Linked DNA regions of Xenopus laevis: region 1 is linked to region 2. A link is a contact called in public Hi-C data. All regions are on one chromosome and are shown on one strand. The core of a region is the stretch at or near the end of the contact, and the rest is flanking DNA. Distances in the headings are between cores, read along the strand shown. Region 1 overlaps tacc1.L (transforming acidic coiled-coil-containing protein 1). Region 2 has its middle 35 kb from the start of plekha2.L.

The links. Hi-C and Micro-C count contacts between places; a contact is called where the count stands out from the background.
Region 1: a Hi-C map of the XL177 cell line shows a contact between it and region 2, with 4 times the contacts expected there. A contact is called at or near these places in 2 of 4 Hi-C or Micro-C datasets (the XL177 cell line and the XTC cell line).

Annotation. Positions count from the first base shown.
Region 1 is chr3L:141,434,552-141,441,954 of Xenopus_laevis_v10.1, forward strand. All of the region lies in intron 1 of tacc1.L (transforming acidic coiled-coil-containing protein 1), which reads right to left. Among protein-coding and RNA genes, the nearest start is that of tacc1.L, 14 kb to the right of the region's middle.
Region 2 is chr3L:141,386,066-141,392,714 of Xenopus_laevis_v10.1, forward strand. No RefSeq gene overlaps it. Among protein-coding and RNA genes, the nearest start is that of plekha2.L, 35 kb to the left of the region's middle.

The DNA.
Region 1 (7,403 bases), core at 3,795-6,294, 51 kb after region 2:
AACTGTGGCACTGCCTTCTGTTGATAGTGAGTGCCAATGAGTGGCCCTATGATACAGCTCATGGTCATTATCAGTGCATAGAGATACTCAGCATCATTATACACAGCAGCCTGGTCATTATCAGTGTATAGAGATACTCTGCATCATTATACACAGCAGCCTGGTCATTATCAGTGTATAGAGATACTCAGCATCATTATACACAGCAGTCTGGTCATTATCAGTGTATAGAGATACTCAGCATCATTATACACAGCAGCCTGGTCATTATCAGTGTATAGAGATACTCTGCATCATTATACACAGCAGCCTGGTCATTATCAGTGTATAGAGATACTCAGCATCATTATACACAGCAGCCTGGTCATTATCAGTGTATAGAGATACTCTGCATCATTATACACAGCAGCCTGGTCATTATCAGTGTATAGAGATACTCAGCATCATTATACACAGCAGTCTGGTCATTATCAGTGTATAGAGATACTCAGCATCATTATACACAGCAGCCTGGTCATTATCAGTGTATAGAGATACTCTGCATCATTATACACAGCAGCCTGGTCATTATCAGTGTATAGAGATACTCAGCATCATTATACAGAGCAGCCTGGTCATTATCAGTGTGTAGAGATACTCAGCATCATTATACACAGCAGCCTGGTCATTATCAGTGTATAGAGATACTCAGCATCATTATACACAGCAGCCTGGTCATTATCAGTGTATATAGATACTCATCATCATTATACACAGCAGTCTGGTCATTATCAGTGTATAGAGATACTCAGTATCATTATACACAGAAGCCTGGCCATTATCAGTGTATAGAGATACTCAGCATCATTATACACAGCAGCCTGGTCATTATCAGTGATACTCAGTATAACTGCACATTGTGGCCTGCTAATTACCAGTAACTAGAGATACTCAGTGTGACTATACAGTGCAGCATGGTGACATAGTAATGAGTCCACCTGTAGGTTTCCATCAGTGAATAACTACAATACCCAGAAGCCCCCGGCAGCCCAGTATAGATTACGGTGATGCAGAGAGGGCGGTTATAATGAGAGCAGGAGCAGATAGAGATGAACAGACAGACAGTCAGTAGGAATAAGTAGCCCCAGCCCGGCACTGCCCGTGTCACTCACCCAGACTCCTGGGACCGCTCCTCCTCCTCCTCCTCCTCGGCTCCTCCGCCTCCCCGAACCGCGGACCAGGTCCACTTTGCCCACTGCACGGGGGACAGCACTTGCCACGGGCTGAACGACATCGCCGCAGAAAACTTCCGTGTCACCGAATAAAAAGCCCCTTCCCTCCTGTGTGACGCACACAAGCCGGGCCTAAGCAAAAGCGATCAGAATCCCAGCCGGTGCCGCTCACATCTGGAACCAGCTCACTGCTACCGACCCCTCCGCGATCCTACCGGGCTGCAGCCAGTGCCCGAATGTGCCTGCAGGACCGGCAATCAGCTGTGTGTATCCGAGCGCGCCCCCTGCCGGACATACTGCGCTACTGCAATAGAGATCAAAGCCCACGCTGCAGCTGTAGCGCTCATGAGTCACAGCACAGCTCTTACCAGCAGGTTGATCCTTCCGCGCATTACTGCACTGCTGCTACTTAGGCATGGGAGGGAGACAGTGTCGGACTGGGACACCAGGGAGGCACCCAAAAACCCTTCTACCAAGGGCTAGGGTTTACACCTTTTCCGGGAAAAATACGGCCTTCCTATATCTTTTTTCCCTATTAGCAACATTGGGATTAACCATCATTTTTACCAGTCAGGCCGGGAAAATACTGGTCAGGTGGCAACCCTGGGCCCACCCAAAAACCCTTAGACCAGGGGCCCACCCAAAAACCCTTAGACCTGGGGTCCACCCAAAAACCCTTAGACCAGGGGCCCACCCAAAAACCCTTAAACCTGGGGCCCACCCAAAAACCCTTAGACCTGGGGCTCATCCAAAAACCCTTAGACCTGGGGCCCACCCCAAAACCCTTAGACCTGGGGCCCACCCATAAACCCTTAGACCTGGGGCTCATCCAAAAACCCTTAGACCAGGGGCCCACCCAAAAACCCTTAGACCAGGGGCCCACCCAAAAACCCTTAGACCTGGGGCCAATCCAAAAACCCTTAGACCAGGGGCCCACCCCAAAACCCTTAGACCAGGGGCCCACTGTAAGTATTATTTTCTTCATTCAACCTCTATTCACCTATTCTCTTTTTTTTTTTTTACATACTCTAACCTATTATCCCATCTATTTAGCCTATTTATTATCATAGAAATAGACAATGGCCATGAAATAGGCCAAATGGTTAGAAGCAATAGGGCCCACTGACACCTGAGTCCACCATGAGTTTTCCTGGTATCCCGTGGGCCAATCTGACACTGAAGGGAGACTTTACATGCTGCGCAATGGCTCATTGGTATCGAGGTGTATTATAATAATAATAATAAATATAATAATGCACAGAGCATAGATATTATTGCATAGTTAGTTGACTGTACTGGGGTTTAAAATAGGTCTTCACAAGTACACAGAGGCCAAAACATCCCCTCACCAGCCCAATAAATAGTGACTGTCTATTGGATCTTACAGCAGCCCCTGTGGCATTTGCCAGAACCCACAGATTGCCAGTCTGGGCCTAGGTCTCACCTAAATTCAGCAACTGTGTGGCGCCACTAAACAGAGAGGTCTCCTATGCAACACAGCTCCTGGGGGTTGGGTCCTCACCATACATGGGAGCTCAAACTGTGCACAGCTGAACTACAACCAGTACAAGAATGCTAAGTGCATAGTGTTATGGTGGCCAGTCAGGGCCGGATTTCAGTGGCAAGCGTCCCTAGGCCTATCGTCCGCCACTTGTACCGCTCTAGCGAGAGCCGCTGCACCAGAGCACTGGGGTCCTGCGCGTCCCCAGTGCTCCTCAGCAAGCGGCTGCATGTCACCCCTACCAACTTGCTGTCCTGGCCTGTGGCTAGTCATTGGGTGGCATGGCACATTGCCATTCTATATCTTGCCTCGGTAATTAACTATTCCTTTGGATGCTGCTTCTTTCTGCGCAGCCAGGCTGCTAATTGTCTTTAACGGCTGGCTAATTAGTCTTTCACCAATTGGGATTTGTATTCGTTTAGATTTATACCCCAGGGTGGAACAACCCCTTGTCTATATATATATATATATCCGGTATATAACAATTAGAAAGCATTTACCAATAGCTTTCAGGGGATGCTGGGGGTTGCAGTTTAAACACAAGAGGCTGTATATTAAACTACTTTGTGACATGTCTCTGGGGTACCCCGACAGCCTAATATCAAGTGGTCCCCAGCTCCCCCCCCTTCAAACAAACTCTGCACAGAGGAGGATTCCACCTCCCACACACACATACATCAAAGTGAACAAGTTTCTCATCTCCTCCCCTCTTGGCTGGAATAGTTCAGCCGCAACAAAATAGAGAACAAACAAGGAGGGGAGTGAGCTGAAGAGGAACAAAAGGAGCTCCTGGATGTGCAGCTGCCTATAGGCCCCAGGCTTCCTGATAACCAGCTGCACTCACCCCACATCCACTTCCACTTTTTGTGTATTGTTTAGACATTTAACCCAATCCTGTCTCGTTAGGGGGAACTTGTTGCAGCTACAAGGTGGATTAGGCCCAGTCTATAGATAAGCAATGCCTTGGGCTAAAGCACAATAAATGTCTCTTGAAGAGTCCACAGCTCGAAACATGTTGTGTTAAAGGGACACTGTCATAGGAAAACATGTTTTTTTTCAAAAGGCATCAGTTAATAGTGCTGTTCCAGCAGAATTTTGCGCTGAAATCCATTTCTCAAAAGAGCAAACAGATTTTTTTATATTCAATTTTGAAATCTGACATGGGGCTAGACATATTGTCAGTTTCCCAGCTGCCCCCAGTCATGTGACTTGTGCTCTGATAAACTTCAGTCACTTTTTACTGCTGTACTGCAAGTTGGAGTGATATCACCCCCTCCCTTCCCCCACCCCAGCAGCCTAACAACAGAACAATGGGAAAGTAACCAGATAGCAGCTCCCTAACACAAGATAACAGCTGCCTGGTAGATCTAAGAACAGCACTCAGGGATCGCAGTTCAGGGGAGCCATCTTCCGGGTCTTTGGTCATCTGAGAACGAGACCGGCATGTCGGATGTTCATGTTGGAGCAATATCCTGGTTCGCGACAACTGCGCATGCGCCAATATTGCCCAAGCGGCGGAAGAAGACACGAAGACCCGGAGGATGGCTGCCGTGAACTCTGATTCCCTGAATCTGCACCGAGGGTTAAGTAAAAAGTTAGGGGCATTTGCCTGGGGTAGCAGCTAGGGGGGGAGGGGTGTCTTTTTGGGGTAGGGGGGTAACGTATTTTTTAATAAGGGGTTTGTTTCTCCTTTAAACCCAAAGTTTATGGGGCCATTAAATAATTTTACTGTGGGGCCCAGTAGCTTCTTCTTATGGGCGATCCTTTCCTGAAAACTCACGTGTGCTTTCAGTCAAGAAATAATCTGCCTTGAAATTGTATTTTCCATGATTCCCGCTCACATCAGTGCCGGGCAAGATGCCCAACATCACTATGTGCCATAATCCATGTGAGATGCAGGGAGGTGCCAGATCTTCTTTCCTCCACAAAAGGCTGATCCACATACGTCTCCCCTATCAGCGGGGGTGGTCTGTTCCACTGTGTTGGGCAGGGAAGTTGCAAGGCAGCAGCACATAAAGGGAAAATGGGGATTATCTCCCTTTTATGTTCCCTTGAAGAATGACCACAGAGCTTACAATGTGCCCAGAACATTCCCTTTCATTCATTCATGTTTGAATTTGTATACATCAGTGGGAGATGCCATGCTGGTTACCCCTGCTGAGGCATTCTCTGTCAACAACTATAGCACAAACACTTTCTTTATGTGTCTGTGCAGTGTTGTTATTGAATTAATTATAAAATAACTGAATGGCTGAAGCAGCCCCTCCCCATGATGCAGTATTGTCTTACTATACACATTGTCCCCCACTTTCCCTGTCAATCTCTGGCCTCACTGCACACACTCTATCTCTAATCCCTAGGGTCCCCGTTACTCATTCTCCCAACACACCTGCAGGGCAGATCCTATTAAAGCGCTGATAAAGCCGTAAAGGATAAAGGAATTTTTGGAGAGGCGCATGCAGCCCCCAGGCATCCAGTTGCACAGCCCAGTACTGAACCCTTCCCTGTATATAAGAACATGTTTGTTATTACTCAGCCCCTGAGAGAGGAAATAAACACATCCTGTCAATGGGTGATGGTTACTGTGATATTTTGGGGGCGTGCAGCTTACACTGGGGAGAATCAACCTGCCGGCCTACATCTGCGGAACTGGGGTGTACGGCAGTAGGTAGTTTGGAGGGGCTTGTGGGAGTTGTAGTCCAACAACAGTGAGAGAGTTACTAATGGGACATCCCTGACGTGCACTATGAAGCACAATGAGCAGAGTGTTAAAGGGCAACTATTCCCTTATTATGTATTACAGCAAAGAGGAGCTCGTCCCAAATGTCACCCCAAATCACCCACAGGCTGTATTTCCAGGATAATCAATGCCAGCAAATTAGAATTCTCCCAAGATTCCAGCCTCCCTGGTGAGACAAGAACCTCAGCCCTAAGCCCTAGGGGTCCCAGCAGTGGGTTACATGAGGATGGTCCAACTTCAAGGGGGTCACTGCTGAGCTGCATCATCTTCCTATTGTGATCGTTGGCTGATAACATTTTCTGCCTGATCCATACCTTCCTGAGCCCTGATCAGTTACTGAATTGTGAGAGTCACAGTTTTGGGCACAGACCCAATTACTCTGATAATAAACTGCTGACAAGTGTCTGGTCGTATATATATATATGAACATGTTTTTATCTGTGTTGCTGCCATGTTTTCTCTGCCAAGACCTGATCCAAAGCCCCTGAAGAAACAGTGCCCCCAGTGGTCGGTCTAATACTAAATAACAGAAAACTTGCACAGATTTACTATTTTACATAGGAGCCAGTATGAGCAGTTGCACCCTGGAGTGCATGGCCCATGAGCGTAACCCTAGAAGGCAAGGGGGATGTCACGTATTGAAGGAACAGTAGCACCAAAAAATTAAAGTGTTTTAAAATAATGAAAATATCATGTACTGTTGCCCTGCACTGGTAGAAATGATGTGTTTGCTTCAGAAACACTACTATAGTTCATATAAACAAGCTGTTGTGTAGCAATGGTGGATATTGAAAAAAGCCTATATGGCACAGGTTAAATAGTGGATAACAGATAAGACCATTATGTTCTACAGAGCTTATCTGCTGTGTAACCTGAGCCTTTTCTCCTTTGAATGGCTGCCCAGCAGCTTGTTTATATAAACTATAGTAGTAGTGTTTCTGAAGCAAACACATTAGTTTTACCAGTGCAGGGCAATATTGCATTATATTTGTATTACTTTAAAACACTTAAATTTTTTGATGTTACTGTTCCTTTAAGTACACGATTGCTTTCATAGAAAACTCGCTCTGCAATGCTGACTTCCCCTTTCCCAAGAGACGTTTGTTTTAGGGCAGTGCAATATGTCCTAGAGCAGCTGCTCGACACGGGTGGGAAGGGTCTCGTCACATTATAAAAATGATGCTCGTCTGCGTGTGCTGCCTTATACTGAAATGATTTACCTTCAGAACTAATTAAAGCTCAGAGTTGTTGCAGTTGACATTCATTTTCTTTCTAGTTTTCAGAAAGTCACACTTTTGTACACTGCCAATATAATGAATTTGATACAACAGCACCACCTGCTGGACATTTCAGCCAACCACACAGAGTAAGAATAGATTTCCTTGGTTCTGTTTATGTCATAGCCCTGTACATCCCATTGTTAGATTTCATCTCTCTTAAGCTGGCCATAGATGTTGAGATTTTTAAAAGATCTGATCCTCATCGTGAGACCGCGATTATCTCGGAACGATCGTACAAATTTACCATCAACTAAAAAGACCAATTTGCCAGGAAAACAAAGGGGAGCTGCCTGCTTGGCCCTGCAAACATAGATAGATGGGGCCGACAAAGATTTTTTAACCTGGCCGAACAATTTCCTGACAGATGTCGGCCGAAAAATCGTAAGATGTACGATCGTTCGAATCCCACTAACCGCACGATAATTTTGAAGGATTGGTCGGACTTCCCTAAAATCGGTCGTTCGGCAAGAAGAATCGTCGCGTCTATGGGGAGCTTTAGTTCAGTTTCACTTTGCTTTCACTCTGCGAACTGTCCTTCAGTTTTGCTTCTCTCCCTGTTGCTCATTGAACTTGTTCTCCCCATTCTCCTGTCCTTGTCTTCCAATAAAACACCTTATTTGCTGCACTGCCATTTATAGGCGGCAGTTTAGGTCATCTGTCTGTTTTATAGC
Region 2 (6,649 bases), core at 801-3,300:
AACTGGCTATACACTTTCTCACCAAATGAGTCAATCTCTGGCCCATTTGGGATTTACTGGGCTCATCTGAAGAGCTGACATTCAGACAGATAACAGTCATGTAGGCTCTCTCTAGAGCCCATACAAAGTTTAAAAAGCTTGATTTTGTTTGGGGTGGATAAGTCAGCAGCTTTTATCAGCCTGTGTACGGCATGTTTTCAATACAATTGTCTTCATGAAAAGTTAATTTTAAGGCAAACTACTCCTTTAATGCATCTTTGAAATATATAATTATGTACCTTGCAGGTTTTTTTTTTTATTTTGGAACTGGCTACATTGCTTATTAACTAGAGACATTGAAGTCATCTGACCCGAGTCCTATAAAGGTTCCAGCAATTTGCACTCATATCATATCCTATATAAAATAATTTGCCCTTTGAGGGATTACCATATACTGGGCCACATTCAGTTCAGTGAGAAAAGGTTGTGAAAAGTCATGGACGAGACTCAATTCAGAAAAAACGTATCTAACTGTTTACCACGTGAAAACTCTATTGAAGTCTATGGTAAAAAAAGTGGTACTGAATTTGGAGAACAGTTTTTTCTCCTCAAATTGAATTTCAGCCATGAGTTTACACATGATAATCCAGTAGATTCATGGGAAGGCCGTCTCCCTAGAGGACTGAGCACCAGATTCCAGGAGATGAGGAAGGGCCAGGGAGTGTGTGCGAACTTTAATTTTATACATGATAAACCATGAGATACATTTTTTCTCAATTAATTGAATACAGTATTTAGTGCGTTCCTCTCTTTTAAATACATTTTTGAACCATGTTTCTGCTCCACCAGGGATGTTTACTCCATTGCAAATGTTTGTGACATCAGCAAAAACCCAAACCTTTCCTTCATGCCCGGGGGGGGGGGTGCTATAGACAAAACACAGACCTCCTAAGAATAATTGACCACTTTCTAAGCACTAATATACTGCCTGAAATCTGCATTTGTATGCCAGGATAGAAAAGCAACTGTCGGAAAAAAAAAACAATGTAACGTGAGCAACAAGATCAGGTTTTTGATGGTAGGTCTTAAGTTGGGTTGCAGTTTTTTAATGTCAAATACAAGGGACTATCCACTGTCATAAAACTCTGGTGTGGGGTGATAACCTCAAGTATCTAGAGCCTTGATGTGAAAGGACTTGAAGTACCGCAGTGACCATCACCAGTGTAGGGGTAATAAGTTTTCCCATGAACATTTCAAGAGGTGCCCAAAGAGCCAAGGCATACTTCTGTTCTTTACTGTTTGTATCTTTGTTATGGATTCAACCTTGAATTCTATTAAATTGTAAGTAAAGTGATATAATTCTACATCGGGCTTGGTGTGTTTGTATGTACTCAGACATGAAATATATGCCTCCTCCAGAATGTATTGTGATGGCCCTGACTTTGTGTAAGCAGTCAGGTGTAACCCATGTTCAAACAAGTAACAGCAGAATTAGGGTATCTAGTTACTTAGTACTACCAGTAGTGCCACAGGCTGAATATTTGGAGCCCAGGTCATCAAGTGTAAGGGGTGACTGAAAAGGCAAAAGCAAATCATGATGACATATGCCAAATAATTATTCCAGGAACGATGGTCATGAAATGGAACTGTTTCCTAAAGCCACAGAATAATCAACAGAATATACATCTCCTCAACCCCCACTTCAACAAAACAGAGTGGGTGCAATTTTTGTTTGGGTGGGCTACCAATAGACGGCTTTCCATTGGAGGACTTATTTAAATTCAGGAGTCCAAGCCAGCACGGATTCATTAATAAGGCAACAATATGATGGGGTGAGATGAAATTGCGGTTGGAGATCGTTGCAGGCAGCAAGGGATCAAAAATCCAAAGGCCCAGGCCAAATTCAATAGGTCAGGAACTAGTCTAAGAATTTAACACTTTCTTGGACAGTTCTTTTTCAGTGCTGTTTTTAGGTGACACTGTGAGCATGCCATGCACTGGTAGCACATGAGTATTATTTCCCCTTCCTTTGCTAAACCTGGTCACACTGCCCGTGTTGCTAGGCAGCTTCATGCATACATTTTCATATAAAGGAACTCCCTGGCTGCACAATTTACGCTACGTGCCAAGACATAATCCTTATACAGTAAAGCAGCCATTCCAGCAACAGCTTCCGATCCGTATACGGTCTCATGATCCCACAGACCTCACAGATAATCCTTAGGTACACATACAAATTACCCTGCTGAATAATCAGGATGGAATAACGATTACCCAAGTGAGGAACAACTGGTTAAACAGGTTGCGCTGCCCTCCCACATTTCCCCTGATGCAAGAAAAGGTTTCAGTGAAGTAAGTGTAGAATGTGGTGTGTGGTCCAGAAAGAAAAAGGATCACCTTGAAAGTCCCTGGAACTAACATGGATGTTGCACCAATGTAGGAGTAATTCATAGGTATCAGACATTTGCTTTCAATATATTATACAATAGATGTCACCTGTAACTCGGAGCAGAACCAAGATGGGTATGTTCTTTACAACATAGGACACCAATGTTGCAGTGAAGGATCATTATCCAGAAAACCCCAAGGTCCCAGAACCCTTAACTGTAGTGTACTAATTTCCAAGCAGTACCTAATAAAACCCACATGATGGCAGCCATAAAGTTTATACGGCTGGATTTGTATTGTTATTAGTTATTTACAGTGTTGGACTCAGCCGGTGGGACACCGGGAAAAAACCGACCTGCTCTCTGGGGCTGCTTGAGACTGTGCACCATTTGCCTCAAGACAGGAAGGTACACACTGGTAGGGGTAAGAGAGGCTTTCTCTTATTTATCCTTTAAAAGGGCAGTCAACCAAATTCCCAGTTGTTAGGGTCACTGTAGCTTACTATCTATTAGGAAGAGCAGACAGACATAAAGAGGTGGTGAACAAGTGCATAGGTCAATGCTATGTTGCTGTACAGGAGACTAGCTAAGTCTTTTCCCTAGAAGGTGATTTTTAAGGAGCTTTGAGAAGAGTGTTAGTGCGAGATCTTTTCTGACCCAAGGAGGTAGACCTTTCCAGCAACAATCAAGCAGAAAGTTATTTTGTGCTGCTTTGGAGAACTGTATTGTCACAATATTGTCCTGAGCTAAGTGAAGAGCCCGGGAGGGATTATATGGGGAGAAGAGAGAAGATCGTATAGAATGGGTCAGAAGAATGCGGGACTCTGAAGGACAGGATAAGAATTTTGTACTTAATGCTCATAGGAGCCAGGAGAGAGAAAGGAGGGAGACCAGCAGTATTCTGTCCTGGACCAGCAGTTGAGGAGCAGAGGAAGGGACATCTTTTTGCAATGTTTCTTAGAAAAAAATCAGCATGTTCTGGTAAGGGATGCAAGGGGTCTGAGAAAGTAAGAGATGGGTCAAGAGTGTCACCCAGACACCTGCCTTGGGAGACTGGATGTAGGGTGACATTGAGACTAAAATGTTAAATTGAGGAAGGAGGCCAGATTTAGGTTGGAATATAAGCAGTTTAGCCTTGCTACGTTTCAGGTGGAGCCATCCAAGACACTACAGCAGTGAGGCATTGTGGGACTTTAGCCTGAATAGCAGGACTCAGATCAGGGCAAGGAATGAATATCTAAATGTCATTTGTATAAAGGTGATAGGAGAAGCCAAAGTGTGTGATGAAGTCACCAACAGAGCGAAGGTAGAGAGAGAAAAGAAGAGACCCTGAGACAGACCCTTGGGGCACCCCAACAAAAAAATAACAGGTTGGGAAGAGTTTTCCAAAGCTTAACCATCAGAATACAGATCTGGAACAACAGTGGAATGCATTCAGATTCTATTCACAAATGGAAACATTAAGATTAACTTTTTATTGGCAATACTAAAACCTAAATCACTGGTGTAGCAGCAATCTCGTGCCAGCGCTATAGATTTTATGTTGCCAGATCTGTGCCAATAGAAATGACTTGTAAGTAGAACACCCCCTGTATAAGATAACAGATCACTAATGTTACTAGTATCCTGATTCATCTATAATCAGACAGAGGGTTTCCAGCAGTTACCAAGAGTATTTAGTTGGTGGAAAAATATTATTATGATAGTTAATATTAATGCAAAAAAGATTGCCATTATAAAGATAGGCTTAGTTGGGTATGTCTGCATAAAAGAAGGCATGGAATTAGGATACCATTATATATTATATACAGACACGACCCATGTGGTTGAACCATTTACCAGGTCTCTGGTTGGTCATTCATTCTGTTGGTTATAACCAATTAGAATAGGTGACTTCTAGTTTATTACACTATACATCCTACTTTCTCTTGACCAAATGAGAATTGATCACCTTCTGTAATTTAGACTTGGCTATTGCCTACATTCTGAGCCTTTCTTGAGTATCCATGAGTGTACAACAGGTTCCTTGCCGTGTATGTAGGGTAACGTGTCAGTAAGAAGAATAGAAGGAGCAGTTGTGGGTGCTACAATATATAGAACAGTTGAACAGATCAATCTCTATTAATTAAGCCCCACATATCAAGTGCATGGCAACAAACTGCCCAAAAAGTAGAATGAGGTTAGACTTACTGCCCAGGGGTAGCGTGAGGATGAGGCTGAGTAGGAGCAGAGGCCTCATTGTGTCCGTCCAGTGGCTTCAGCAGGCTGTGCTAGGAGAGGGACTGGATGCCCAGCACTTGGTACTAATGTCTTGTAATAGGATTAAATGTCCAACAATGAATTAGGTGCAGGAGATGAGCTTAGTCACACTCTATAAACACCAAGGGCAGCGCATCCACCATCTGTGGCAGGGACAGAGCCATAGAGAATACAGTACACAGGAGGGTTTCCAGATTTACACATCTGTAATATTAAGGAGGGCAGAGTGTATAATGTACTGTACCTGCTTATGTATGGACAGACAGCTTTATAGATATAAAGAGAGCAGCACTTCTCACTGGTAACAACCTTATAATACACAGTAAAGGAGACTGAGAAAGATATAGGACAGGTGATTTATCAGGTAGGGGGTCTCACCAATTGTAATCCTTTCATCCTTCCCAGATGTCGTCCAGCATTCTGTCGCAGGACAGCCCATAAACTCTGTTTATTGTCTCTTACATGTCAATGCTTGTGAGCCTAAAAGAACAATTCTAACATCTCTCTCACTTTGGGTATATAAAGTCTGTGATCTACATCAAAAGTTTTAAAGGGGGTCTTCACCTTTAAGTTCATGGCGTTGAGCGTTTTTTAAGTTATTTAGCTTTTTATTCAGCAGCTGCCCAGTTTGCAATTTCAGCAATCTGGTTGCTAGGGTCCAAACTATCCTAGTAACCATGTATTGATTTGAATAAGAGACCGGAATATGAATAGGAAAGGCCTGAATAGAAATATGTGTACTAAAAAGTAGCAACAAAAATACATTTGCGCCGACTAGGTTTTCTTCCCCTTTAAGGGGAATATCCCCCTTGCTCTCTGATGCCTAAATTAAAGGGATACTGTCATGGGGGAAAACATTTTTTTCAAAATGAATCAGTTAATAGTGCTGCTCCAGCAGAATTCTGCACTGAAATCCATTTCTCAAAAGAGCAAACAGATTTTTTTATATTCAATTTTGAAATCTGACATGGGGCTAGACATTTTGTCAATTTCCCAGCTGCCCCAAGTCATGTGACTTGTGCTCTTATAAACTTCAATCACTCTTTACTGCTGTACTGCAAGTTGGAGTGATATCACCCCTCCCTTCCCCCCCCCCAGCAGTCAAACAAAAGAACAATGGGAAGGTAACCAGATAACAGCTCCCTAACACAAGATAACAGCTGCCTGGTAGATATAAGAACAACACTCAATAGTAAAAACCCATGTCCCACTGAGACACATTCAGTTACATTGAGAAGGAAAAACAGCAGCCTGCCAGAAAGCATTTCTCTCCTAAAGTGCAGGCACATGACCAGGGGCAGCTGGGAAATTGACAAAATGTCTAGCCCCATGTCAGATTTCAAAATTGAATATAAAAAAATCTATTTGCTCTTTTGTGAAATGGATTTCAGTGCAGAATTCTGCTGGAGCAGCACTATTAACTGATTAATTTAGAAAAAATGTTTTTTTCCCATGACAGTATCCCTTTAAGTTTAAAAAATGAATTTGTACATTCATTGCAACAGTAAAGCAGTTTTTAACTTGAAGAATGAAATGAAACACAATACGAGTCCAGATTTCAAACAACATTTATACAGACAACAAAACAAGGAAAAATATATATGCATTTATATATTAGTCATTATAATCTCGTCTGTGTTAGAATTGTCAAGTATTTTCCCAAATATATATATATAAAAAAAAGATTGCTGTATATAAAATATACTGCGGTTATGTATGTATATATATATGAAGCCTTACTAGATAAGAGCGTGAATAACTGGAATTCATATATTGCAGAGGTGTCAGACTTGCTGGTTCCATCCATGAACTACATTTCCTAGCATGCTTTGCCAGCGCTTGGAAGACTGCAAGTTTCCCATTCCTCTACTAATGCAAAATCTATCTGGCTCCCACGTTTATGGAAAAATATACGCTTTAAATATATATCTCTTATTCTTTATTTTTTTGCGCGCAAGGATAGCAGCAAAAACCATCCTGACCCTTCTGGGCCACTGTTGTTTTTGGAGTGAGGCTCTAATGAA